Regions from separate parts of the Triticum aestivum genome. Here region 1 is linked to region 2. Evidence: chromatin contacts called from public Hi-C data. All regions are on one chromosome and are shown on one strand. Each heading gives the region's core, a stretch centred on a gene start, on an enhancer-like site or on the middle of the called end of the contact. The rest is flanking DNA. Distances are from core to core; before and after follow the strand shown. Region 1 holds the start of LOC123097991 (phosphatidylinositol 4-phosphate 5-kinase 2). Region 2 holds the start of LOC123097988 (mitogen-activated protein kinase kinase kinase 1).

Region 1 (4,696 bases), core at 517-3,016, 400 kb before region 2:
GGCATCAACGATGGCGGGGCATGCCTGGGCTACGATGGCCGGATCTGGTCGTCAGGCGACACGGGGTGCAGCGGCGTGGGTTGGAGGTCATCGCCCGGCCGACTGGCGACGGCGGGTCCTACTTGCGGGTGGTCCTCTCTTTGGTCATAGTGGGTGTGGACGGCAGTGCGGGCTGGTCCAGATCCGACGGTGCAGCATCCGTGGTCTGGTTGGTGGCGCGGGGCGGCCCCCTGACTAGGGTTTGTGCTCGTGCGGGCCAGATTTGGGACCGAGGCGGATCGGGGTCTTCTCCGGGTAGGTGAGGTTTGGGCTCGGCCCGGGATGTACCAGTGAGTGTTGTCCTCGCGGGTGCGGTGTGCTGTGGTGGTGGTCCTGACACTGCGTACTCATCATGCCGTGTGGCACCGATGCTCTCGGATTTGGCGTTGTGCAAGATCGGCTTGGCGGCAGCCGTTGGCAGTCCTTCGGTCGTGTCCCCAGGTCCACCAGGACTGGCTGGGGATACAGGCGTCGGCGCCTTCTACGGTGGAGGTGCTGACCTAGATCCGGGGACTGATGCCGAGCTAGGTGTGGAAGGACGGCCTTGTACCCTACCTGCCGGGGTTGGTGTGCCGTGTGGTGGATGGGTGGCGGGGTCTTGGGCCAGGGATGCCGGGACGGCGACCCCGGACGGCGGTCCCATGTTTGGCTCTCCGGCGGGCCTCGTGGCGGTGGTGGTGGCTTTTCTTCTTGGTCGTGTGGGCAGCAAGAGGTCTAGCGGCTGATGGCTCGGGCACGTCATTGTTGGCGGTGCCCGAATCCGGATCTGGGAGTCGGAACACGTCGCGTATGTCCTGGGTACCTCCGTGTGACATGGATGAGTTGCCGAGCGAAAGCTCTGCGCTTTGGCATGGCGACACTTGCGGGCGCCGCTATCTTCCTGAAGACGTCATTGTGGTTCTCGTCTCTATGTCCGGGCTCCGGGTGAAGACCTTATCCATTCTGGACTCGGCTGCGGCGATGCTCTGCGCCATTCTCCCTCCTGAGGGCGTTGTCACGGAGCCTAGGTGTGCTAGGGCGTGGCTTGACGTTGACCTCCCCTTGTTCTTCTTTGGTAGCATAGTCTCTGTGTAGTACCGAGATCCCAGGATCTGCTTTGTAAGAGGGCTATCTCTCCACTTTGTATCGTTCGGCCGTGTACTTTGGTTGTTGCTTTCTCTATAAAGCGGGGCGCGAGCCTGAGCCTGTTTCGAGGTTTGAATCCTTCTTCATTTCCCGCTCTGCAACAAGTTGCTCTAATCGACAGGACTCCATTTTCTTCGTTCTTGTCACAGCATAACATCGTTAGCAAAAATTATAAAAATATTTTTACGAAAATACCACCTGGCGAACATTCTCTGGGAAGGGGTGTCAAGTGGACTTTTAAAGGCATTTTTAGATGGTATAGGAGATGGCAAATTCTGTCCATTTTTTCGCAAACTTTCCTTCTTTCCAAAAGCTATCATGCGTCTCGGAAGAACTGTCATGGTCTATCAAGAAAACACCGGGACAAAACATTCAAAAATGTTTCCAACAAACGTTCTCTGGCTAGTGCGGTCCATATTTTTTAACTTCCCACCGACGAATTGCATTTTCTTCTTCTTTGATTTTTGTTTACACGCATGGAGCTAACGAAAAATGTATCCGAGGCACCATGCGGGCGAGACGACTCACGTGGCGCGCGACCGAGCGGGAGCGCTTTTTAAGTTGCGGCTCCGCGACTGCTAGTCATCCATGCTCCCGCTGCTCACTCCGCTAGTCCGCCTGACATCGCTTCCTGTGCCAAAGCCGACGCCTACAAAAGCAACAAGAAAAAGCTAAAGTAAAACCGTCCCACGGCCTCCCCCTTCCTTCCTTCGGCTCCTCCGCCTATCACGCCGACCCCAACTCCCCTCGTCCCATCTCAACCCCTTCCCTCAAATGAGATACCTCGTACTACCACAACTATAGTAGTATAGGAGGACTCGATCTGCCCACCGCCAGCTAGACCTTGGAATCGAGGAGCGAGCCGATCATGCCGCCGCAAGCCGCCGCCGCCTCGCCGCAGGGAGACTGCTGCCGCCACGGCCAGCTCCCCCGCTGGCACGGCGACGCCGGCGCCGAGGCGCTGCCCTTCTACGTGCCGCTGCGCAAGCGCCTCTCCGTGGACGGCAAGTCCCCGGCGCCGCGGATATGCATCTGGGAGTGCGACGGCGAGGCCGGCGACATCACCTGCGACATCGTCGCCGCGCCCTTCCGCCGCAGCTGCAGCGCCAGGATGACGATGCAGCCGCCGGCCCCCTTCTTCCGGACGATGACCCCGCCGCCGCCGAGGCCGCAGAGGGTGCTGGAGGAGGAGGAGGAGCAGCAGGAGGCCAGGAGGCCCGGGAAGGCCATCCGCAAGGGCCACCGGAGCTACGGCCTCATGCTCAACCTGCAGCTCGGCATAAGGCAATGCCAATTAACGCCCGCCCCCTGCCGCATTTTCCCTACTACTGCTACTACTTTTGTTTTAACCTCATTTTTCCTACTCCTCCATACACTTTGTAACATTGATTGTTGGCATGGACTTACTTATGGTGCAGTTACTCGGTGGGGAAGTCGTCGGCGCTGCCGTTCAAGAAGCTCTTGGCATCGGACTTCGACCCGCGGGAGAAGGTCTGGACGCGGTTCCCGCCGGAAGGCTCCAAGCTCACGCCGCCGCATCACTCAATCGATTTCCGGTGGAAGGACTACTGCCCTGCCGTCTTCAGGTGTACTGCCTTGCTTGCTGTTCTTGGCCTCGAGTTGAATTGCCATGTGTTGGATCTGTTAGGAATATGACAGGATCGTGGGGGATGTGGTTCTTGTGCATGAGTGGTGTATTGACTACTGTTGGGTGATGCCTTCAGGCACCTGAGGAAATTGTTTGGGGTTGACCCTGCGGACTACATGCTTGCAATCTGTGGCAACGACACGCTCCGGGAGCTGGCGTCCCCCGGGAAGAGCGGGAGCTGCTTCTTCATCACCCAGGATGATCGGTTCATGATTAAAACCGTGAAGAAGGCTGAAGTGAAGGTCAGTGAGCGATTTTCTTATTCAGTTATTCTGCTTTGATATAATAAGGCAGAGGGACGTGTATCCATCGAAATGAAGTTTGGACAAGTGAGTTATCATCTGGCAGCAGTATCACATTGTAATGTGCCTTCAAAATACACGTTGAGTCATTCATGTTTCTTAAATAATTTGGGTGCAACATTGCTCTTTTCTTAACGAAAGGAGTTCAAATTCGTGCTTGTTTCAGATTCCAGGTTCAGATTTTTTTTCTGGAAAATATTGCAGTACTAATTGGCGATTTCAGCGTCGACTAAATATAATCTTGGTTCATAGGTTCTTATTAGGATGTTGCGGAGTTACTATGAACACGTTCGTCTGCATAAGTCCACCTTGTTGACAAGATTCTATGGCACGCATTGCATTAAGCAAGTTGGATGTCCCAAGGTAAGCAATAATCATGTGAAGATACATAACTCACTCCATTCCTGTAGCTACTTCTGAGTGCAATTTATTTGGCCTTGACCTTATGTCAATCTATACAACCATAGGTCCGGTTCGTTATAATGGGCAATTTTTGCTGCTCGGAGTATAAGATTCACAGGCGTTTTGATTTGAAAGGTTCCTCACATGGTCGGACTATCGACAAAACGGAGCGAAAGATTGACGAAACCACTACTCTGAAGGACCTCGATCTTGATTATGCATTTCGGCTGCAAAGATTTTGGTACGAGGAACTTATGAAGTGAGTTCCCCACTATGTTAACTACATTCAATGCAATTTCATGAGAACTATAAGACCGATCCTAAGTCTGACTCTTCAATGTAACATAGGCAAATTCAGATGGACTGCGTATTCTTAGAGACACAAGGAATTATGGACTACAGCCTACTGTTAGGAGTTCACTTTCGTAATGATTTGTCTGTGTCTAAGATAGGCCTCTCTCAGCCCATGGCTCTGCCAAGTAAGTTAAAATCATGGGTATTTGTTCATCTTTACACACCATGAATTATGATTTTACATACAGTTTTTCCCCTGGCCTGATAATTTACCAGATTTCATCTAATCTTAACTATCAGAATCTACTGGCAAAAGAAAATCATTTGAAGGCGGAGGCAATTTTTGTGAGCAATGCTTTATGGAAACAGGATGCAAAGAGAGGGATTTGATCACAGAATCCCGGTAAGCTATAAATTGCCACTCTTGCCATTCATAAGCAACCTATTGTTGAAATTCTGAAACAACCGAAATACCTAGCCAGGAGATTTCAGCAGTCAAGCTATTTTGATAAATTGGGTACCATGCCATGCATATATGGGATGCTTTTTCAGTAACGTTGACATCTAGTGCACATTCCTACTTTAGTTCCCAGACATAATGCTTCTCCACTAGGGTAAAGCAATACTTTCATGTCGTGTTTTTCTAAGCTATTTTTGTGCTCCCATCATGATCCTATACTTTGCTGCCCCCTTTGTTCCAAACCACATAGAGCACCATGGGGCCTTGCATGTTTGTTTAAGTCAAATGTCTGCAGCAAAGAGAACGGATAGGATGCCTGCAACTTTTCTTCAAGGGGAAATATATGTGCAACTTTAGCCATCGCCTCTTCACAATCTTGATTAACAATGTTGAAAGAAATTAAACATGGGGATTGATTTTTTTTCT
Region 2 (5,230 bases), core at 42-2,541:
GTGAAGAGAACTTACTCGCTGATCCCCTCATAGACCGTCCCAAAGGAGCCACTCCCCAAGAGCACACCTCGACTCCACGACCGGATCTTCCTCTTAAACCTCCCGTTGGGCGAGATGTAGAACATAGACTCGGTTGTCTCATCGTCGTTTGTCGTGGATATCGAGGACGTGCCTGTGAATTCCTCGGAGCTCTCCCCCAGCCTGAGATCTTCCAACGTCAACACTTCCGCCGCATCCTCGTCCTCCTCGGCATCCGGGTCTCCAAAATCAGGAACAGATCTGATTGCCTGTGGTTGCCCTTGCTCCTCTGGCGCGAAAGACAGCAGGAGATCCCACGTGGAACCAACCTGGGCGGCGGGCGGCAGCGCCATCGACGGCGGTGGCTTGAGCATCACCGGCGGAGGGCGCACGCCCTTAATCCCTCCATCGCAGCCTGGTTTCCTCACATCGGGACGGGCTGGCTCTGGCGGATCCAACCATGCCGGCCGCACTGGCGCCTCAACCGGCGCGTCCCTGGCAGTTTCCTTGGCAGGGAGCTCGAAATCAGCGGCCGCGGGCAAGGCCGGGTCCTCGGCGGCCTCGTGGCGGAGCGGGGACTCCCGAACGGCGCGGTCGGGCTGCGAGCGCGCGGAAGGGGAGCTGGAGGCGGAGGAGCGGAAGGCCTTGTGCGCCTCCCAGTCGGTGAGGGAGATGGCAAAGTCCTCGGGGCCGGAGAGGCCGAGGTTGCGGCAGAGGAGCTGGACGTCGCCGCCGCCGTCGCCGCTGCCGCCGATGCGGAAGCTGCTGAGGTCGACGGAGCAGGCGGCGGAGCTGGCGAGCGAGGGCGCGGCGGAGGCCGAGGCCGAGGAGGCCCGGGACGGGGACGGCGGGTAGCTGCAGAAGAGCTTGGCGGGGTCGTACTCGTAGCCGATGTTCTTGGACGCGTTGCGGCGGTCGAGCCGCGGGCCGCGCTTGGACGAGCGGCACGAGCCGGACGGCGAGGTGGACGACGCGGTGTCCTGGGACGGCCGGCCCATCAGCGGCGCCTGCTCATGGGGTGCGGCGGCGCTCCAGGACGGGCGGGAGGAAGGGGGGAAAGGCGAGGAGGGGAGGAGATGAGGGCTCTCTGGCTGGCTTTGGGAGTGGGGCAGGAGAGGAGACGGCAAGGCGAGCGAGGTGCGGATATTTTTTTCGGCCGCGAGGTTGGGTTTTTTTGGTGGGCGAGGTGGGAGTGGGAGGGGAGACGGGTGCGTTGTCGCATTGACTCGCGCCTTTCGGCTTTGTGGTGGCGCCCGGTGGCCGTGGGGTGGGTCGCGAGGGCACTCGCGGCGCGGAGCTTCGCCGCAGTCGCCGGCTGGCCGGCTGGCAGCGGGGCGGAAGCGCCTTTTGGTCGCCGGGGAGCAAGGCGGTTACTTTGGAATGGGATGGAATGGGTGCGATGCTGGCGTGTGGGCGGACGTGTGACCCTGGGCTGAACCGTCGTCGGGTTGGCGTGTGTGCCTGCTTGCTGCTCTTGCCAAGTCAGCACACGGTAACCAGCGTACTTCTACTATCTTTGTTTGAGATATATAAAATGAACCCATGTCGAGTGCATGGCTAATCACGCAGGCAGCATCATGTCCCAAGAAACATACGATAAATTGTCTGGTGTCACGAAATCGAACGACCCTCGCGTGTATCTTTCGGGCTCTCTGCCACTGCAAAGTGCGGCACTCTTTAATTAATATGAAAGCTCATGTGCATGGCTGATGGCTCAATGACGACACCGAAAGCATAAATGACACCCATACACATTCTTTGATTCACTGTTGACTCTGCACGACACGCCTAGATGAGGTTGAGGTTTACGTAAATGCGGACAAAAACTACGGGCATCTTTAATGGTAACCCGCAAATTTCCTTCCTCATCCATCCGCGGGCAGGGGATCAGTCCGCAGACACGGATGTGGGAGACAGTCATCCAACCGTAGCCGCATATATTTTCACAACAACTCGAACCAACCGGGCGAAATTTGATCAAACCGGACGAATTTTGATATAAACACGGCGGATTTCGTTGAAAGTAGGATAATTTTGTACATAAAACCGGACGATATTTCGTTCGGTGAACTAAAAACCCTAAACTATCCTATACTTCACGGTGACCTCGTAGGTCATGCCGTGCTGGCCGGCGACTCCTTCTCCGTCATCGTTGCGCGACCCGGCATCGGAGTCGTCGTCGGGTTTGGGGCGGCGGAAGGTGGAGACATCGCGGCAGGGCTTCTCGGCGGCCGCCTGACGCTCGGATGATCCTCTCCGCCCTCTCTTGCACAATGCGCAGTGCGGACACGGCCACCGAGGACGTGGGCTGTGGGAGAGGGCGCGGTCGTTGGAGGCATTGCCCTTGGCAGCGGTGGCGATCTTGGGGAGGGACCATTCCTCACCGTACCTGCCCATCTCCCCGTCAGGGCAGCGGAAATGGCGCTTGGCCGTCTCCGACGTCGTCACGAATCGGTCCAGGGCCCAGGCGTATGCCAGGTCCGGGTCCGCCGCGATGTGTGGCGACGGGACGTCCGAGTCCGTGAACTTGGATCGGCGCCCAATGTTGCGGCTGCCCCGCTGGCGCTGCTCCCGATCAGCGTACTCCTGCGCCGTCATAGCGCTCCGGGACGATGATGAGGAGTCGCCGCTATGGATGTAGTGCAGAATGTGCCAACGCGCCTTGGGCAGGGCGGCCGCGAGCGGCGCTCCTCCTTGACACGCCGCGGCAGCGGCGAGAGCCGCTCTTCCTTGATGCGGCGTCCGATTTGGACGCCGCAGCTGCGCGGCGGCGGAGAGCGTGGAGGGGATGACGGCTTCAGCTTCATGGGGAGGAGTACCCCGGTGGCGAAGCCGGGCTGTTGGTGTGGACGACGGAGCGACGGAGCATCAGCTCCATCTGCTCCTCGAACTCCGTGTCCGTGCCGGTGTAGACCCGGCCCGACACCGCCGACGCGGACTGCGGCAGCGGCGGCTGCTGGTCCTCCTCGTCGCCGGAGGAGATGATGATCTCCGCCCGCGTCGAGTCGCTGCCAGCCGACGAGGACGACGGCCCCGGAGTTCGAGGGCGGCGTCTCCACGAGCCGCTAGATCCCTCCTGGAACCGCCTGCCGGAGCCGACGCCCATGACTTGCCCATCGCCGAAGATGTGGAGGGAGATGGGCGGGGAGGGGAGGAGGAGGATGCGATGTGGACGGCGCCGGAGCGCGGCTTAAATAGCCGCGGCCAGGCCATGTGAAGGGCCGGTCAGCTGCTTCAATGCGGCGCAGCAGCCGGAGTTGGTTCCTCGGGAACCTGCGTCCACATTGAAGCAGCGGCTGCTGAGAGGTCACGTCGGTTAGCGCCGCCATCCCTCCCTCCGGTCACATCGTGGCAGCAATGCTGGCCTCCGCGTGCTCTGGGTCGGCAAGAATGCGGTGCGGTAAGCGGCGCGTGCATCGGAATGAAAGCGCGGGAGGGGCGGGTGACCGGTTTTTGGTGGGCCAGGGCGGTCAGAAGCGGGCTTGGGAGCGGTCCGGACTCCAGCAAACCTCCCCCACTTTTATCTCATTTTGCGGGAGAAATCGTGTCCGGACCGCACCGCAGACTAATATAGGTTGGTGTTGGATGGCTTCCGCGGTCCGGATGGTTACGGGAGGTTTACGGGTCCGCCTTGGAGATGCCCTAATGGCTTCGGAAAGACAAAAACACGCCCACGACCCTTCTTCCACATGCGACTCGGGTGGCGCCGGCCCTCCCCCACCATCGTCCCCTCCTCTCCGCCCTCTCCCTCGCCATCGTCGGCGCCCTCCTCTGGGCAAATCCAGAGGAAACCAGGAGAATATCACATGGAAACTGGTGAAAACCCCATGGAAAAGATGTTTTGAAGTTTCAATAAATCTAAAATAATACGGAATGTTAAGAGGGTAATGATTTTTTTCCATACGAAATTTCAAGTTCAAACACATTATGGGATGTGAGCAATGAGATAACAAAATCAACATTGAATAGTGCCAAACAGTAATATCACTATTCATTATTGAATTTGTTTTTTTTCATAGCACATCTCGTAATGTGTTTCAACTTGGAATTTCGCATGGCAATAAAACATCACTCTCTTAACATCCCGTATTTTTTAGTCTTTTTTGGAACTTTCAAATGTGGTTTCCATGAAGTTTCTTTGAATGTTGGTTTCCATGAGATATTCTCCCGAGGAAGCCGGCATTGGCGAGCCCCGCTCCATGATCTGGGGAGCTCACATCGGCTGCTGGTGGCTGCTTGTGCAAAACCGCTCGGGCGTCGTGTTAGCCGTGTGGCGGGTCGCCGAGAGGTGCCAAGGCTGTGCGACGGTGGCTGCTTACACGCCGGTTCGGGTGGCTCAGATCAGGGCGGCTCCCAATTTGTTGCTCCACCTCTGGAAATGGCCTCCTAGGGCCGATGACGGCGCAACTGTTCTCATCCCCTGCGAGACGACATGGAGGCGACGTAGTGCACATGGTGGTGGGGGTTGATCTGGGCTCCGGCAGGCCCGATTTGGGTATGGTGGTGCGTAGTCTAAGCCTACAAGCATCTGTTCTCGGCAGGACTTCGTTCGTGGCAGTTGTGGGGCTAAGTTGTGTTGTGTTTCTATGGCGTGTGATTGTCTCCATGGTCTTGTGCGACTTGTTCAGTGGTGTACGATGACAAGTAGGTCTAGAGGGGGGTGATTAGACTACTTGGCCAATACAAACGTAGCATTTTCCCAATTTTAGTTTGGCAGACTTTAGCAACTTTATCAAGTCTAGTAGCACCCTACACATGCAAGTCTAATATAGTGGCCACTGAAAGTAAAGACTTTGCATATGATAGTAGAGGATGGCGTCGGTGTCAAAACCGGCAGATCTCGGGTAGGGGGTCCCGAGTTGTGGATCGGATCAATGGGGAACAAGGGACGATGAATACGGCGTTTACCCAGGTTCGGGCCCTCTCGAAGAGGTAAAACCCTACATCCTGCTTGATTGTATTTGATGTGTATGATATGGTTACAGAGTCGATCTACCACGAGATCAGGCGAGCTAAACCCTAGGTTGATGGGGTGATGGACGTTGCTCTAGCCCTAAAGACTAAAACCCTCTGGTTTATATAGACACCAATAGGGTTAGGGTTACATGCGATGGGTTACAATGAAGGAAAGATTACGCTAATCTTGACTTGGAGGGCACACCACGACTCTAAAGTTCTTCTATCCGGTTACGGGTCCATGCCTAAGCTCGGC

Evidence for each region. Hi-C and Micro-C count contacts between places; a contact is called where the count stands out from the background.
Region 1: a Hi-C map of leaf shows a contact between it and region 2, with 4 times the contacts expected there. The contact joins the promoter of LOC123097991 here to the promoter of LOC123097988 in region 2. A contact is called at or near these places in 2 of 5 Hi-C or Micro-C datasets (both in leaf).

What each region holds. Positions count from the first base shown.
Region 1 is chr4D:372,155,736-372,160,431 of IWGSC CS RefSeq v2.1, reverse strand. LOC123097991 (phosphatidylinositol 4-phosphate 5-kinase 2) reads left to right here and starts at 1,766. Exons shown (of 8, transcript XM_044519859.1): 1 at 1,766-2,448; 2 at 2,583-2,750; 3 at 2,889-3,054; 4 at 3,367-3,477; 5 at 3,582-3,775; 6 at 3,865-3,995; 7 at 4,111-4,213. The coding sequence starts at 2,033.
Region 2 is chr4D:371,756,560-371,761,789 of IWGSC CS RefSeq v2.1, reverse strand. It overlaps LOC123097988 (mitogen-activated protein kinase kinase kinase 1), which reads right to left and starts at 1,291. Exons shown (of 9, transcript XR_006447610.1): 1 at 16-1,291.